Linked DNA regions of Mus musculus: region 1 is linked to region 2. A link is a contact called in public Hi-C data. All regions are on one chromosome and are shown on one strand. Each heading gives the region's core, a stretch centred on a gene start, on an enhancer-like site or on the middle of the called end of the contact. The rest is flanking DNA. Distances are from core to core; before and after follow the strand shown. Region 1 holds the start of Hecw1 (HECT, C2 and WW domain containing E3 ubiquitin protein ligase 1). Region 2 overlaps Hecw1 (HECT, C2 and WW domain containing E3 ubiquitin protein ligase 1).

The links. Hi-C and Micro-C count contacts between places; a contact is called where the count stands out from the background.
Region 1: a Hi-C map of cerebral cortex shows a contact between it and region 2, with 3 times the contacts expected there. The contact joins the promoter of Hecw1 here to the enhancer-like site in region 2. A contact is called at or near these places in 5 of 39 promoter capture datasets (the 3T3-L1 cell line, 3T3-L1-derived adipocytes, embryonic stem cells and 2 more), 3 of 484 Hi-C or Micro-C datasets (cerebral cortex and cortical neurons), 1 of 115 datasets of contacts at active chromatin or transcription factors (neural progenitor cells) and 2 of 9 other capture datasets (adipose tissue and liver).

The regions. Positions count from the first base shown.
Region 1 is chr13:14,520,616-14,525,401 of GRCm38.p6, reverse strand. Hecw1 (HECT, C2 and WW domain containing E3 ubiquitin protein ligase 1) reads left to right here and starts at 2,176. Exons shown (of 29, transcript NM_001081348.3): 1 at 2,176-2,578. Gm30893 (a long non-coding RNA gene) reads right to left here and starts at 2,807. Exons shown (of 2, transcript XR_382090.4): 1 at 2,719-2,807; 2 at 902-1,853.
Region 2 is chr13:14,363,608-14,368,360 of GRCm38.p6, reverse strand. The region is part of intron 4 of Hecw1 (HECT, C2 and WW domain containing E3 ubiquitin protein ligase 1); the gene reads left to right. Among named protein-coding and RNA genes, the nearest start is that of Gm30893, 160 kb to the left of the region's middle. Within about 2 kb of position 2,485, at least 10 of the 459 cell types and tissues checked have an H3K27ac peak or open chromatin away from gene starts, as enhancers often do. A contact at or near this core is called in cerebral cortex and hippocampal neurons, where this site is marked.

The DNA of each region.
Region 1 (4,786 bases), core at 927-3,426, 160 kb before region 2:
TTTTCCAGAGTTCATTACTAGAGTCACACCTAGTCAAAATGCACAGCAGATCTGGACTGTGGGCTGCCCCGCCTCAGTTGTATCTACAACACAAGCTACATCTGAGGCTCAGGGAACACCAGGGAAGAAAATGTAGAAAGATTGTAGGAATAGGGAGACCAGGAAATCAATCCACTGCAAGATAGTGTTTTCTAAAGATGGCCAGGAAGCCACACACATGACGTTTAACAATGTGGCTGCTTAAATAAGACCCCAAAAATGACAGGACCAGGTGACAAGCTAACATAGGTGGGGATATTGTGCAGTAAACCAACACTAGATGAAGATGAAGAGCTACAGGCAATTAAAGGCTGCTGAAAGAATGAATCCTTTCCAGGGATGAACCCCTAAATGAGTATCCAGTCCCAGTAAAACACACTAGTAACACTAAACAGACTGAGTGCGTGTGATAAAGAAATTTCAAGGAAATAGGAGGTATGAATGAGAGGGGTTGGAGGGAAAGGAGGTGGGTGATATAATTATATTTTAATTAATTAAAAATTCTAAAATTACAAAAGGTGTGAAACTTGTGCCCTTTTCCTTTGGTAGAAAAAGAAATAGAAAAGAAGAAAGTGCCTAGAGGAAAATAAAGCATACCTCAGGATTGTTGCACCAACACACTGAGAGATGCTGACTTATCAAGCTATCCTCATGACATAACAGGAAGAAAATCTCTTTGAGCCAAATAGATGCAGCAACACTGAAAATCAGACTGAACAACTTAACAATTAATTGAGGTGAATAAGCATTCTTTGTGGCAGTTTGTTGGAATTGTGTCTTCAGAAATCTTTAATATTAGTTTATACAAGAGACTTTTGTTGATTTACTTGTTTTTCTTCCAAATTTCTGGTTGGTATTATCATTTGGTTGATTCTGGTGTTTATTGTTGCACCTCAGCCAAGTCCATTCTTGGAGGTTTTCTTCATACCAAAGCTCATCTGTCAAATCTGGTGAAATGTGTGCTCAGGGTTCTGTGTGGCTTTTGAGATATGGTTTGAAAAACAGACAGCGTTGAACTCATCTGGTGGGAAAATCAGATTCCTGCCAGACAGAGGGAAATGTCCATTGAGAAATCACTGGGCACCTGAAGTGACGAGCGCAGGCTGGAAGGGAGGTGCTCCCGGGGGAGGGAGGAGGGTGGGAATTGAGGCTTCACTTGGTTTCCCGTGGTTTCCTCTTCTGTAAAGTTCTGCTGCAAGAGTGTAATCAGTGGCAAGAGGTGGGTCAACAAGAAGAACACCAGTGAGAAGCCATCTGTCTTATTGTTATAAATGGAGATATATCCAATCAGCTCTTCAAGAAAAGGTTCTGGAGCTAGAGGTATTACCAGGGTGACTAAGAGGAATTACCAGGCATTACTAAGTATAGTAAGAATACTAGGGTGTTCCCTGGGTAAGGGAAAAGGTACACCTCTAAGATGTGAAAAATAGTTTGCCTGGGGAGTGCCGGGCAGGAAAATAGGTAGAAATAAAAAGGCATTGTAAAAAACACAGAGTTGCGGATTATGGGGGTTGTGTGCTCAGAACCTTCGCACTTTGTGAACGTAGCAAGCCCAAATTAGACCAAATCAGTGGCCAGCATTTCACTTTCTTTTGCATCTTGGTCGGCTGGTCAAATAAAGATTTGCATTTTTCCTACTTCCATTTTACTATTTTGACAATGTGTACTGCTTAATACTAAACCTGCTTGGAAAGCTAAGCTTATCAACAATAGATACCTAGGGCGATTTACAAGCATGGCATTTGTGATCATAACGTTGTTTTGGGGGAACTTGCTGCGAAAATACTGGAGGATGCTGTGCAATGTATCTGCATCTGTGAAATGGACAAGTAAGGAAATTGAGGTGAGAACACCTGACACAGTGTACCTACCTAGAAGGTACTCATCCTTTCTGAACACAACATTTGCATGTACACAAAGGAACTGATGAACCGTGGCTGGTTCCAGATAAGCCTCGCGGACGCGTGCTAAGTGTTGGAAGGATAGGGCCTATAGTAACAAGAATATATATATATATATATATATATATATATATATATATATATACATATATACATACATATATATATATATATATACTAAAGGGGTGAGGAGGAGGGTGCGGGTGCGTGAGGCTGCAGGGCGGAGCACAGCCACAGAGAGCAAGCCTGGCTCCTGGTTGGTTCTCAAGTCTGGTTCCCACAGAGGAGCAGGCAGGAAGGGAGGGGATGCGGGAGGAAGGATAAAGCAATAAAGTGTGCTGCGTTGCCACGCACTGGGAGTCCTTGTTTGAGCCGCAACACCACGAGCCTCTGACCCAGAGGACCCCCTCCTGGCTCGCACAGGTTCACCAGTCGAGAGCTGCTCCAGCCGTGACGGTGGCTCTGACAATAGTTGGCTCAGGATACGAAGCAGCCAGAGCAAGGCAAAAGACGCTGATCGCCCAGGACTAGCAAACCAGGTCCTCAATGCCTGGCACCTATGCAAGCCACGTGCGACCCCCGGTTCTAACCTGCGTGCGGACCGGAGCATGATCTGTGCCCAGTTGGAGGCTGCCAAGGTAAGCAGACGCCACGCTCAGACCATCAGCCTCTCCTTCCCTGCCCTCTCCCCACCCCCTTTCTGGGGCGGCTTCCTCACCCTTGCGAAGCCCCTGCAGCGCACTGCCTCCAGAGAGCCGGGATCCACCCTTTTACCCACCCTCTCTTCTCCCGCGAGGTTCAATTGTTGACTTGGGGCGGGTCGCCGCCCAAGCCGGGCTGGCATCCCAAGGCTTGGGTACAGCCGGCAGATAGGGGCCCGAAGAGAAACAAAGAAGCCCCCAAACGGGTTCGCAGCGCCTCCTCCGCCCCTGGGCGCCCTCCCAGTGGCTAAGAGATGGCAGAGGAGGGGGCGGAGAGACCTACGTAATCCCCCTTTCCAGCCCACACCCACTCCTTGTGAACCAAGGCTTTTAGACAATTGTATCCCATGGTTTCTGCTCGAACTCTCTGTGCTCACTCAAAGGCTCCTGCAGCCGGCCGCCAGGTGCAGTCTACTGGGTGGTGACTGGATGGGAAGATGATCGGTGTGGGTGTTCCCCAGGCGACTCCCTATCTCTGGCCCGTTGTGCCTCTCATCTGGGCCTGCCACCTGAGTTTCAGCGGGAGCAGCTGGTCCTTTTGCCTACCCTACTGTTACCTGCACATAGGAAGAGAAAGGGGCGGAGGTTGGGGGCAGGCAAGGGGGCGCTGGGAAAGCCGCATCCGGTCCATTTTTGGCCGGAGATTCGACACATTCTCCCTACTTTACCAGGCCATGACAATGCAGCAAAATCCTAGAGCTCAAAGTGGCCCTCCATCCTCCACTCCAGGGCTTTCTGACAGCCTTGCAGCCTCAATTTCCCAGGCACTGGACTAATTTTGGGAGTGTGGATGTGTGGTCTGTTCATCTTGCGCACAGAGGCTGGACAGGGTAACTTCTTCCCTGCCAAATTCAGAACATGGGGGTAGGGAGGGGGTGTGGGGAGCTGGCAGAAAAACAGGCTGCAGAGATGTCCCAGCTTGCTGTGGTTCTGTCCACAGCTAGCCTCAGTCTGCATTGAGCTAACAGAAGATAGCATGCCGGGATATTCCTAGCTACTGAAGACATTTTTTTTTTTTTTGACGTTGCTGTAGTTTTTTAGGCTTACTTCTGGGATCTGCAGCAGTGGGAGTCTCCCTTGTTTTCCTTCTTTCTTTGAAAAGATAACTATGCTGTATTCAGCAGAAGTGGAGACTGGAAGAACAATATAGTTCAAAGATAAGGGGTGGCTTCTCTTTTCCTGGAATTTAAAAGGCGGTTTAGGAGGGTAGGTGCCTACCTGAAAAGACCAGCTTTAAAAGACCCCAGCGGTGCTGTTCCAAAGCTTCTCAAAGCAGGTGGCCAGATCTGCAGTTTCTCAACAGTGGGACTCTCCGGCTGTGGCTATCACGGTAATTCACTCTAGCGTGGGGATTCATTTTGAAAATGTGTTTTCCACTAAGAAGGGATTACAATCCACATGCCTACTCTAATATGAATGTGTGTGTGTGTGTGTTTGTAAAGACGTAGCTTGTGGCAGTTTTCCCTGTTGTCTGATCCCTCAGCTTGCTACCTCCTCTGGAATGTGGCACTGGTGAAGTGAAGAACTATTTTAAGTCCTAGACCAACAGGCAAATCGGGTCCGGAGGATTTCTTTTAAAAAAAATAGGTTCTGGTAGATCCACACTAGGATCCTGGTCTAGTGCAATTGGTTTCTTTGCAGAATGACAGATCTCTTTTTGTGGGGGGACAGATTTTCACGAAGACAGTTGCCTAAATTTATTCAGATTGTGACATTATTGACATGGTTCAGGAGGCCACATCCTGAGTTGGAGCAGCATATCATGCAGAGGGAATGCAGCTGCTGTTGTTCATGGATATGACAGCATCATCCACCTCTTCCTCCTTCACACTTTGCCTTTTAAAGATGAGCCTAGTGAGGCTTGGCCTTCCAGCTCTAGATAGGACTCTTAATGAACAAATACTTAACGGGCAAATGTAATCATTAGAAAAAACCTCTTAGTCTCAATCCCCAAGTGTAAAATGAGTTGGTCCAGTTAAGTCTACAGTTCCCTCTAGTTCTAGCTTTCTTTGCTAAGTGATTAAGGAGGCAAGAAAAGTTAGCCAGTTCAGGAAAGACAATTATACTCAAATAATGGAAGCAAACCACGGTTTTATTATAGACCTTATAATGTTTATTTCTTAAAAAAATTTTTAAGCTCCAACT
Region 2 (4,753 bases), core at 1,236-3,735:
GTCTTATTTCAAATGCCTGTACTCAGGAAAATATAAATGAAATGGGTTAATTTCCAGACAGTTACCACATACCAAAGTTAACTCAAGGTTACATAAACTATCTAACCAGACCCATAACCCATAAGAAAATAGGCCCAGTAATTAAAAGTCTCCTAACCAAAAACTGTTCAGGGCCAGAGGTTTCATTGCAGAAGTTTATCAGACATTCAAAGAAGAGCTAATACCAATACTCCTCAAACTATTCCACAAAATAGAAACAGAAAGAACACTACCTAATTCATTCTATGAGGTCACAGTTACCTTGATACCTAAACTACAATAGGCTCAAAAAAGAAAAAGAACTTCAGACCAATTTCACTTATGAATGTTGATGCAAAAATACTCAATAAAATTCTTGCAAATTGAATCCAAGAACACATCAAAAACTGTGATCAAGCAGGCTTCACCCCAGGGATGCAAGGATGGCTCAATATACAAAATTCCATCAACATAATCCACAATGTAAACAAACTGAAAGAGAAAAATCACATCATCTCATTAGATGATGCTGAAAGGGTTCAAATCCCCATAGGAAGAACAAAGTCAACCAAGCAGACTCCCCTAGAGCTCCCAGGGACTAAACTATGAACCAAAGAGTACACATGGATGGACCCATGGCTCCAGCTGCATATGTAGCAGAGGATGGCCTTATCTGGTATTAAGGGGAGGGGAGAGCCTTGGTCCTGCAGAGGATTGATGGGAGTAGGTGGGTGAAGGCGCTCCTTCATAGAAGCAGAGGGGAGGGGATATTGGATAGGGGATTCACGGAGGGTAACCCAGGAAGGGGGATAACATTTGAAATGTAAATAAATAAAATAACCAATAATATATATGTATATATATAGTGACAAAATCTAACACCCCTTCATGTTAAAAGTCTTGGAGAGATCAGGGATTCAAGGCACATAGCTAAACATAATAAAAGCAATATGCCACAAGCCAATAGCCAACATCAAATTAAATGGAGAGATACATAAAGCAATTACAATAAAAGAAGGGACAAGAAAAGAATGTCCACTCTCTCCCTATAAATTCAATATAGTTCTTGAACTTCTAGCTAAAGCAATAAGACACCAAAAGTAGAATGATGGAATGCAAATTGGAAAGGAAGAAGCGGAGGCATCACTATTCTCAGATGATAGGATAGTATATACATAAGCAACCTTCAAAATTCTACCAAAGAACTCCTACAGCTGATAAATAACTTCAGTAAAGTGGCAAGACATAAAATTAACTCAAATGAATCAGTAGCCCTCCTTTAGTAATAAACTGGCAGAGAAGGGAAACATCATCGTCCACGATAGCCACAAATAATATAAAATATCTTGATGTAACTCTAACCAAACCAGTAAAAGATCTGTGCACAAGAACCTCAAATCCCTGAAGAAAGAAACCGAAGAAAATACAGGAAGATGGAACGATCTCCCATGCTCACGGATAGGTAGGATTAAAAGAGTGAAAATGACCATCTTACCAAAAGCATTCTACAGATTCAGTGCAATTCCCATCAAAATTCTTACACAATTTTTTACAAGCCTTGAAAGAGCAATTTTTCAAACTCATATGGAAAAACAAAAAGCCCAGGATAGCCAAAAACAATCCTAAACAATGAAAGAACCTCTAGAGGAATCACCATTCCTGATGTAGTACCCCAAGCTATACTATAAACCATATAGAGCAATAGTCCCCAGGCCTGCATGGAAGCCAGAGCCATCTGGTTCTCAGGCTCTTGGGCACCCTGGCACTGCTGAATACTGCAGAAGAGCTGAGAATGGAGTGGGGGCCCCATAGGCTGAATCTAGCCCAGGGCTGAGGGGGAAGAGAGGGGAAAGCTCCATCTGGGCCCTTGGCTTGACTTGGTGGAAGCCGTGGCTGGGAGCACTGAGAGACCTTCTGCAGGAGATTAGGTGGTCGGCTTTTTAGGTGAAGGCCTGTTCCATTGCTCCCCACAGTGAATCTCAATGAAAAGAGGCAGTCCATGGTTTAAAGACATTTATGGTCATGGCAGAAAGTAGATGAATAAAACTATAGCCCAGTTCTCAGGGGCGAGCCTGGGGTTAAATACCCTTTGCAGGGAGGAGTGTCTGGGAAAGGAAATTTGTTGGCTAAGTCTCCAGGCCTTTAGGTACCTCATTAAAATGGAGATCTGTCTTGAGGCTATGTGACCACGTCCTCTACCTGTGGAGGGGGCTTGTGGAAGGGCCTTTCATTGATGGAAGGACATATCTATGAAGTGCTGAGGCCTCATGTCAGGAACCTAGTGTCCAGGAGCATGGCAAAATGCCTGCCATCCCTCAAGATCACCAGGGTTTCCAGCCTGTGCTGGACCAAGAACTATGCTGCCTTTCACAGTAAATAATAACCCCACGGCTCTCCCAGCCCTGCACCTCACCCAGGCAACACAACAGAGCCGGCCCAACTGGTATGAGCCCAGGTGAGTGGGTCCCAAGTGCATGAGAGCAGGTGAGCTGGCTCTGTTCCTTGCCAACCATAGCACTGGGTGAACTAACCCTGGCACTGCTGGAGAGCTCTCCCTGATGGTGTGAGTGCAAGCGAGTTGGCAGGCTGACAGCTAGCTCAGCTACCACCCAGGCCTGGATCCAGGGCTTTGAGTTGGTTTATCCAGCATCTACCCCATCTGTGCCTCTGTGAACTGCTGGAACAAGGGAAAGAGTGGGTCCTACAGATCCAGAGCTGCAGGATCTCCATGACACAGGGACATATCAAGAGGAGTCCTGGAGAGGATCCAGTATTGACAGCGTAGCAGAACCAGAGGCCTCAAATCAGATCAAGGATTCATTGCAACCAATATTTGCCAATAAAGATGTGTAAGCAGAAGGGTGTACTGTGGAGACACACTGAGACACACTACAACTTCCACAACGAGATTTTTTTTTTCGATTGAGGGAAGAGGTTTCAAGGATGGAGAAACGATATGAAGCAATGGGGAGATGAGTGGGAGTGGGGTTCATGATGTGAAATTCACAAAGAATCAATAAAGCACTAAATAAAAAACACAATCCTATACTCTCACCAACCAAGGGTGAGAAAAGAGACTCAGGAATGTAGAAATGACTTGATATTGCTGAGAGGAGACTAGTCAAGACGCACACCTCCAAGTCAGAATGCTTTTTCCAAAGGATAACGATTTCAGCAAATTCAAAGTTACAAATACTATTTATTTTAATAAAATATCCATTAGTGAAGCACACTATTTCTTTTAAAGGGAAGTCCCTGTCTGCAAAATCTTGTGTTTTTGTCCCCCCTTTGGTGTAAGAAATATAAAAGGAGTCACTATTTGGTACACTATTTGATACACTATTACTGTATTCTAGCTCTGAATCAACTATGACAATTGAAAGTTGCTGCCTATGCAGCAGGTCAGTTAACCTGAGCTCCTCACATGTGCGTTGATTTCTATGCCCAAAGTTCTGAGATGCCATGACTAGTGAGTGGACTTTCCTGAGTGCAGAAACAGCAGGCCTAAATGGTTTTTTTTCCCCTGAAGAATTATTTTACAAGAAATCTATTCTTTTTGTTCTAACTTAACAAGAAATGGATAATATATTTTAACTCTGTCTAACAGACTAGAAAAGAGATTTGCTTGGGGCCAAAGAAGAGGGACCCTGACGTGAAAGAGAAATTGGGGGATGCACAAACATTGTCCAGTGGAGTACTATGTCCCTTTAGCTCCCTGCCAAAGAATCCAATCCTTGTCCTACACCTGTCCATTATTCTATAAGGCACGTACAAGCAGTGCATTTACATGATTAAAACATGGATCTCTATGATGTGCACCTGGTGGGCAACCATCATCATAGGTTCCTCTATGTGTGGGGACCATGTCTTAGAACTGAGAACACATAAGCCCTTTGTACAAATAATGCCACGGGTGGTGATTATAACAATTTCAAATGGCATCCTGATTTGTATGACCAGCTGGAAGCCTCTGCGGTTATTATCTAACCAAAGAGCTAAAGGCATCACTGCAACTCTCTCATCCTTCTGAAGAGTCATGGATTTATACTCTATCCATGGTCACAGTGCAACTTTATCGGGTAAATTTGAAGAGTCTGCCTTATTGTTATTTAGTTTTCCTTTGATGCAGTTTAAGGCATATTAGTTACTTTTCTTGTTGTTGTGAGAAAATACCTGGCAAAAGCAGTAAGAATATTTCTGGCTGAAAATTTAAAGGGCTAAAGACTGTTATGTACAGGAAGGTGTGGCAGTGGGATCTTGAGGTAATTATGGTTGTAAGACTGTGAGGGAGCTGCTCACAGTGGTCAGAAAACAGAAAAAAAATGAGTGAACGCTGATGCTCTTGTTTTCAGATTTTTCTCCTTTTTATTTGGTCCAAAACTCCAGCTCATAGGAAAGTGCTGCCATGGTCACTCTTCCCTCCCCACTGCCAGCCACAGCTAAACCTCTCTGGAAATACTCTCAAAGGCACGCTTGGAAATGTCTTCACCAGATGACTTTCCATCTACTGGAGAATGAATATAAACTACCTCACATCTGTTTTCTGAACAAAATATTGGTTACTTTACTTTTTTTTTATCTTTTACTGGATATTTTCTTCATTTACATTTCAAATGTTATACCCTTTCCTGTTTTCCCCTTGTCTTAGTCAGGGTTTCTATTCCTGCACAAACATCATAACCAAGAAGCAAGTTGGGGAGGAAAGGGTTTATTCAGCTTACACTTCCATACTGCT